2 separate regions of the Mus musculus genome follow, and region 1 is linked to region 2. Evidence: chromatin contacts called from public Hi-C data. All regions are on one chromosome and are shown on one strand. Each heading gives the region's core, a stretch centred on a gene start, on an enhancer-like site or on the middle of the called end of the contact. The rest is flanking DNA. Distances are from core to core; before and after follow the strand shown. Region 1 has its middle 26 kb from the start of Gm34128. Region 2 has its middle 51 kb from the start of Sec14l1.

What was found. A called contact is a pair of places that touch in the nucleus more often than the background predicts.
Region 1: a contact with region 2 is called in a Hi-C map of rod photoreceptor, with 2.8 times the contacts expected there. The contact joins two enhancer-like sites. A contact is called at or near these places in 1 of 15 datasets of contacts at CTCF or cohesin (CD8 T cells), 1 of 484 Hi-C or Micro-C datasets (rod photoreceptor), 3 of 115 datasets of contacts at active chromatin or transcription factors (bone marrow-derived macrophages, embryonic stem cells and pancreatic cancer cells) and 2 of 9 other capture datasets (embryonic stem cells and liver).

What each region holds. Positions count from the first base shown.
Region 1 is chr11:117,382,980-117,386,753 of GRCm38.p6, reverse strand. No RefSeq gene overlaps it. Among named protein-coding and RNA genes, the nearest start is that of Gm34128, 26 kb to the left of the region's middle. Within about 2 kb of position 1,708, at least 10 of the 459 cell types and tissues checked have an H3K27ac peak or open chromatin away from gene starts, as enhancers often do. A contact at or near this core is called in rod photoreceptor, where this site is marked.
Region 2 is chr11:117,164,062-117,167,398 of GRCm38.p6, reverse strand. No RefSeq gene overlaps it. Among named protein-coding and RNA genes, the nearest start is that of Sec14l1, 51 kb to the right of the region's middle. Within about 2 kb of position 1,583, at least 7 of the 459 cell types and tissues checked have an H3K27ac peak or open chromatin away from gene starts, as enhancers often do. A contact at or near this core is called in rod photoreceptor, where this site is marked.

The sequences.
Region 1 (3,774 bases), core at 459-2,958, 220 kb before region 2:
ATGTCTGCTGCTTTCTCCTAGTTCCAAAGCATGGCAGAGAAGTTCCCTTCCCTTTCCTGAGTTTCCTCTTCCTCTTGGAACCTGGAAGTCCCATCTGTACCTTTTGTCCAGCAATTGGCCCCTGGCCTTTATCGACAAGTCAAGAACTAATTGGGGAACAAGACCTTAGCAACAGAACCTCCCCGTAGCCCCACAGTAGCCAGGCCGTGGATGCAAGGGTGTTCAGGTCACTGGGTTTTGTTGCTCTTCGGGGCTGTTTTGGTGCAGGAGATTACTAGAGCCCCTGAGCGCTCTACCTCTGAGCTCTGCCTGGAATTCTTCTTGGGTTTGTTGTTTGTTTTTGTTTTTTTGTTTTTTTTTTTTTTTTTTGAAACAAAAATCTAAGTTGCACAAGAGGTTTCTGACCCGTAATCCTCCTGCCTCAGTCTCCCAAGTAGTTGATATTACAGCTATGCTGCAGGCTCAGGTAGCACGTCCTGGCTGCCTCCTACCTAAGCCAATGTCACCAAGCCTAGGGGCAACTCTTCCTGCCCTGAGCCGGCTTGGGTAGGACAAAGGCAGCTCTCCATCTCCATAGAACTTCAGAACTAATCTTATCACTTCGCCTTCAGCTGACCCTGAGCCTCCTGGATCTCAAAATTTAGGAATGGCTCTGATCCCACTGGCTGAGTTAGATTACACTGCACAGGGACTGTCCCTCAGGGGTCCTAGGAATACAGGCAAATGTGTCTCCCTGAGCCCCATTCCTGTCCTCACAGGTACAGATCGGGCTACCTGGCTTCTGGCTCTCTCTCCAAAGCTCCAGTCTGCGCTTCCTTTCTGACCCCTGTGCGCATGCTCAGATCCTCAGGAGCCAAAACCTTTAAGTGGGGCTTTGGTTCCTGTACCCATCTTCCTGCATCCCACCGCCCTTCCCACGCGGCGTCCCAAGCTCCCGGGAGAGAACTGTTTAATCTCGTGTATGGTGTGTGTCTATCAGCCACACCAGCTATTGAAGAAACTCAATCCATAAATAATGATGATAGTTGTAAAAATAGCAGGCATGGTCCCCTTCCTGCGTCAAAGGGCTGTTTTTTTTTTTTTTTTTTTTTTTTGACTGCCACTCTGAGCCAGCCTTCAGAAAAAGAGTTAATTAATATCCCTCGCTGTGGACTAATTCTCTTTTCAACATGTGGCTGTCATTCCCCCGTCATCACAACTGATTTACAACAGGGTTTAATTAAATTCTCCCTACATAATTCAACATTCTCCAAAGACAACCCCAGAGTGGCCCGGGGTATTTAAAATGTCACCTGCTGAGACATATCACCTCTCCCTAAATAAATATGACAGTGATCAAACTTTGGCTAATTACGGTGACTTGGTTATTTGTTTGTATGTTTTAATATTTAATTGCTTTCATGTTCATCCAATTACGCTGCAACAGCAAATAGAAATTAACTGTTTTATCAGCATGTTCCCAGCCCAGCTACTAAACAACCTGACAGACTCGGAACAGTGGGAACTGCCCAGGCTGAAAAGATGGTGTAGGCTTCTTCTCAGCTCGGTGGACAGGCGATTAAATTAAGGAGGCGCTCTGGCGGAGCCGGCATGGGGCGGCAGGCTCGGCTTCCAGGAGCTTGGAAATCTCAAGCTAAGGATCAGCGGATGCCAGCAGGGCTTTTGATTCCATACTGCCACCCCGTGGCCACTTCTTGAATTGCCCCAGCTTCTTAGGCTGAAGTTCTAGGAAGCCAGAAACTCCTGGAATCCACCAGCTAACAGCGTCTGTGACTCCTCACGTGGGTGAGCCGAGTGCGTTCACAGTCTCGAAATGCTGCCTCCCCCTGCAGCTTTGGGGTTCTCTGCTTCGACAAATGTGTAGTACCTTCGGTCAAGTTCCTGGGACCAAGATAGTGCCTCGAAGATATTGTAGATCCTGGGTCATTACTCCTCCAAGTCCACACCTGTAGACGCCGCCCTCCTGGAAGGGGAGCCGGGAAATGCTGGTCTTGGATGCCCCAGCAGCCCTCTCCCAATAACCAATTAGGCCCCCAAATCAATTCCCAGGATTATCTCCAAGGGACTCCTGCCTGGCTCCTTCATTCCTTTTCAATTGGCGCCTGCTTCTGTCCCAAGGCAAACCTCAGGAGAATGTCGGAAATAAAAAGGATGAAGGGTGACAGAAACCCGAGCGACTCTATCGAGAGGCACGTCCTTCCAGCCTAACCCCACAGCTTCATAGGAGCCTTCCACATGCCAAAAATAGAAATAACCTCTCCTTGAACTCCTTGAACTTACATCTCACTAAGGCGGCTCAGCTGTAAGCTCCTGTCGGGGAAGGGCTGGGAAACAGACTGAGGCCTCTTAGAGAGAGGCGACCAGACAGTGCTGGGACAGCTCATTAAACAACTTCAGGGAGAACCTGGCGGGGTCTCAAGGAGTCCAGGGGAAGGAGGATCCTATAAGGAAGTGTGTGTGTGTGTGTGTGTATGTGTGTGTGTTTCTGTGTTTCTCTGTGTGTGTTGTGTGTGTGTTTCTCTCTCTCTCTCTCTCTCTCTCTCTCTCTCTCTCCCTCTCTCTCTCTCTCTCTCTCTCTCTCTCTCTCTTCCTCTCTCTCTTTCTCTCTCTCTGAGTATGTGTGTGTGTTTGTGCACACACCAGCATGGGGCCATGAGGTTGTGGAAGCTACTAGTTAACATGAGGTATCTTCCTCAGTCTTTCTCCACCTTATGTTTTATTAATATATTTTATGTTTGCCCTGTATGTTTGTATGTGGTATATATATTCTGCATATATCCTTAGTGCCCACAGATGTCAGAAGAGGGCATCAGAGTCCTTGAAACTGGAGTTACAGATGGCTGCGAGCTACCATGTGGGGGCTGGGACCCAAACTCAGGTCCTCTGTAAGAGCAACAAACATCCTTTCTCCACCTTAATTTTTGAGATTGGGTCTCTCATCGAACCTGAAATGCCCTCTGGTCGGCGGACTCCGGAGATCCTCTTGTCCCCATCCCCTGGGAGTAAAAGACACGGAGCACCGTGGCTGGCCAGGGATCTGCTTGCACAGTGAGCATGTTTACTGTCCAGGCCACCTCTTCAGCCCCAGAAAAGCCTTTCATTGAAATAAAAACCTTATATTGGTAATCCCAATAAAATGGCAATCCCAGAGACAGGTCTGTCCTTTGGTTGTGGTGGGAGTCTTGGAAGACACCGACACCAACACACACACACACACACACATCCGTGCACTTGCATACACACACATGCTCTCTCTGTCTCTTTCTCTGTCTGTTTCTCTCTGTCCCTCTCTGTCTCTCTCTCTGTGTCTCTGTCTCTCTCTGTGTCTGTCTCTCTCTCTGTCTCTCTCTCTGTCTCTCTGTCTCTCTCTCTCTCTGTGTCTCTGTCTCTCTCTGTGTCTGTCTCTCTCTCTGTCTCTCTCTCTGTCTCTCTGTCTCTGTCTCTGTCTCTCTCTCTCTCTCTCTCTCTCTCTCTGGCTACCTGCTGGAGACAGGGACTGAGCCCTGACAGGCAAAGGAACACTGGGAGTCTTCTTTAATTAGCGCAGAGCAGGAAGCCTCTTGGAGAAAATTTTCCTGGGGATGAGAGTTTATGCAAATGAGCCCTGGCCCGACCGAGAGATTCTAATTGGTCCCAGCAGGTGCCCACGGCAGGGTCAGCCTGCGCTGGAAACGTGTGAACATCTCCATCAGGGTCCCTGAGGCCACTTCACTGTCAGGGCCACTTGCCTTGGGTCTGGCAAGTTTAACTCCGAGTCCAGTGACAAGGCCACAA
Region 2 (3,337 bases), core at 334-2,833:
TGTGTGTGTGTGTGTAGTGGGAGTGGGGTGCACATTCCATGGCATACATGTGAGGGTCAAAGGACAATTTGTGGAGGTCGGTTCTCTCCTTCCACCACAAGGAACTCTAGGGTTGAACTCAAGTCTTCAGGCTCAGTGCAAATGCTAGTGCCCGGCAGGCCATCTTCTCAGCCCCAGCCTCCATTTCTTCAATGTGGGTCTACACCAACATCCCTGGCTTGATTTTTCTGGTTACATATTTATATTCTCACTTTCTGAGACAGGGTATCACTATGTAGTCTAGGTTGGCCTTGAACTCACAGAGATTGGCCAGTCTCTGCCTCCTGAGTGCTATGTGTGTGCATGTGCATCTTCACGTGTGCACATGTGCCTGTGAGTGTGTGCGGGCCCCTGTCCCACAGAGACCAAAAGAGAGTGTTTGACCTCTGGAGCTAGAGCACTAGGCATTTGTGAGCTGAGTGAGCTAGGTACAAGAGCCAAACTCTAGCTCCTTCAAAGTGCAGCAGGCACTCCTAACTGCCAAGCCGCACCATCTCTCCAGGCTCCTGATTTAAAAGGGAAGAGCAGAGCAGAGCAAAGCAGAGCAGAGCCCACATGCCTCTTTCAAATCTGTAGGTTGACCTCCACACAGGGCAAGCGCTCCACCTCCTGAGGAGGTGCCAGCCGAGCCCAGCTGGAGATCCATAAAGGCCACTCTCAAAGCATGCTCCTCCCCCCAGATTTTCTCTAGAAATTTCTCGGGACGCTGAAGTGTTCTAAATGGGAAATGAAAACAAACCATGTGTTCCAGGAGATGACACAGTCACACACACACACACACACACACACACACACACACCGCTCCCTGCTGAGTAAAAGCTGACACAGGATCTGTGGGGCACTCGGGTTTCTTGGTGTAGCCTTGGCTGTCCTGGAAATCATGCTGTAGACCAAGCTGGCCTCGAACTCAGAAATCTGCCTGCCTCTGCCTCCCAAGTGCTGGGATTAAAAGTTAATGTCAGCCATTTCTGACTGAAGTGGAGACTGTCGTGAGGCGAGCAGCCCAGCCGTGTTAGCTGGGGCAGGTCTGGGCTCCTACTAAGGATGCCTCCCAAGCAGGCCTGACCTCTGCTAGGATCTGTGCTGGTCTTCAGGGGTCTCTTGTCCCTCTGCCCCAGTGGGACACAGAGTGCCAAGGTCAGGAGTCCTGAGGCACTGCCTGCCTGGCTCCTGTTTTCTTCTCCTGCTATCTGAGACAGTGGGCACAGACCCCAGGCCCTCAGAGCCTCAGTTTCCCCAGTGTGCGATAGGGCTGGACTGGGCCATGAGTTCAGAGCAGGCCTGGAGAGGACTCACAGTTGGTCGGTTAGCTCATCTAATAGGCTGTGCCCTGGCAGGGGCGCTGGAGCAGCCTGGTTGAGCCAGGTAAAACTGGCAAGCAGACTGTGCAAGCGTCTTCAGATTGCAAATAAGCCTGTGCGAGATTCGGGGGGACGTGAGGAGACACTGGCCACTGACTTATAGAGTCATGGTGGGAGAGCTTCCAGGGCACAGGGCACCTTCAGGGATAGTGTGACTATAGCTGATCAGCTGACCTTGGGGTCAGTGCTGATCCAACTCAAATCCTTTCACAAATACCGTGAAGCCTCCATAAAGCAGAGATTAGTGAAGGTCCTCTGGGACTCCAGATCTGCAGTCAACAGACACGGACCTAGCCATCGCTCCCGTGGAGACAGCCCCACACACCTGAGACAACGAAAGGAAGAGGCTGAGGATCAAGTGTGTGTCTTATACAGGCAATACTGTGGGGTCCAGTGTGTGTCTTATACAGATGATGCTATGGGGTCATGTGTGTCTTATACAGACGATGCTGCAGGATCCAGTGTGTGTCTTATACAGATGATGCTGTGGGGGTCCTCTCTATGCCTCCTGCACAGTGGGAAGCAGTGGCCTCAGGAAGCCCTTCAGTCTATCCTTGGGGCTGGAGGGCGGGGGGGGGGGTGAGAAGCAAGTCATGGTTACAGAGCTCAACCCATGTCCCTGGCCAGCCTCTTCTCCCCCACCTATTGCTTGAGTCCTGGCTGGAAGCCCTGCTATGTTAGGAGTCTCACATACACAGAAGTGGAACATTAAAGGCAGACACTGAAGAACCTGATGCGTATGGACTGGGTAAGTGGGTGGCCCAGGTCCCCAGCTTCAGAGAGGTCTTGCCTTCCCCAGCTCCATTGAAGAGACTATAGACCACCAGGACAGGCCCACGGCCTGATATCCCCAGCTTTCAGCCATGCTGAAGGGTGAGGCCCGACTCCCTTCAGTCTCCAGAACCTTCTAGAAGCATCTGTCCTAGTCTCCTCTGGCATCCACACTGGGCTGGGGCCTGTGTTTCTCTGTAGAACAATGGCTCTCAACCATGCTGATGCTGAGACCCTTTGATACAGGTCCTCATGCTGTGGCGACCCCCAACGGTAGAGATATTTGCATCGCGACCTCAGAACTGTAATTTTGCTAGTTAGGGATCTTAGTGCAAATATCTGTGTTTTTTGATGGTCTTAGGCAACACTTGTGAAAGGGTCATTCGATTCCCAGATAGCTCCACAGCTGCAGGCTGAGATTTGGGGCTTTAGGAAGTACTAAGGTTATGGCCAGAGATGCAAGGATGTCCAGGCCAGAGAGAGAAGCTGCTGGCCAGACACCCTGCTCTATTCCCTGTCCTGTTTTCTCTTGTGCAGCCTGCCACTGGGCACAGTCCCCATAAAGAGGCATGGTGCTGGCCCAGGCCTGGTGATACACACCTTTACTCTCATCACTCAGCAGAACTCCCTCTGTGAGTTCAAGGCCAGCCTGGTCGACAAAGTAGGTTCCAGGACAGCCAGGGATGTTACACAGTGAAACCCTGTCTTGAATAACCAAAAAAAAAAAAAAAAAAAAAAAAAAAAATCCACTTTGTTCTTGCCCAGAGTTGAGGGGGTGGGTGGGTGGGAGGTAGGGACAGCTCAGCCTGTCTTCCGGTGGTGGCAGATATGACCAATTTGACAGCTGACACAGCTCCAGCTATGTCTTCAAAGAATTTTCTGGTATGTTAGCTGAGGTGGGAAGACTGGCCCTGAACAAACATGGTACCATCCCATGGGCGGGCCCTAGAACGCTGAAAAAGGAGAAAGCAGATTGCACACCAGCGAGCTTGTCTTTCTGCTTCCTGACTGGATGCAGATGCAAGCATGACCAGCTGCCTCACTGGCTGTGGCTCCTCACCATCACAGACTGCACCTCAAACTGTGAGCCCCTCAAACTGTGAGCCCCTCAAACTGTGAGCCCCTCAAACTATGAGCCCAAGTGAACCCTTCCTGCCTTAAGTCTT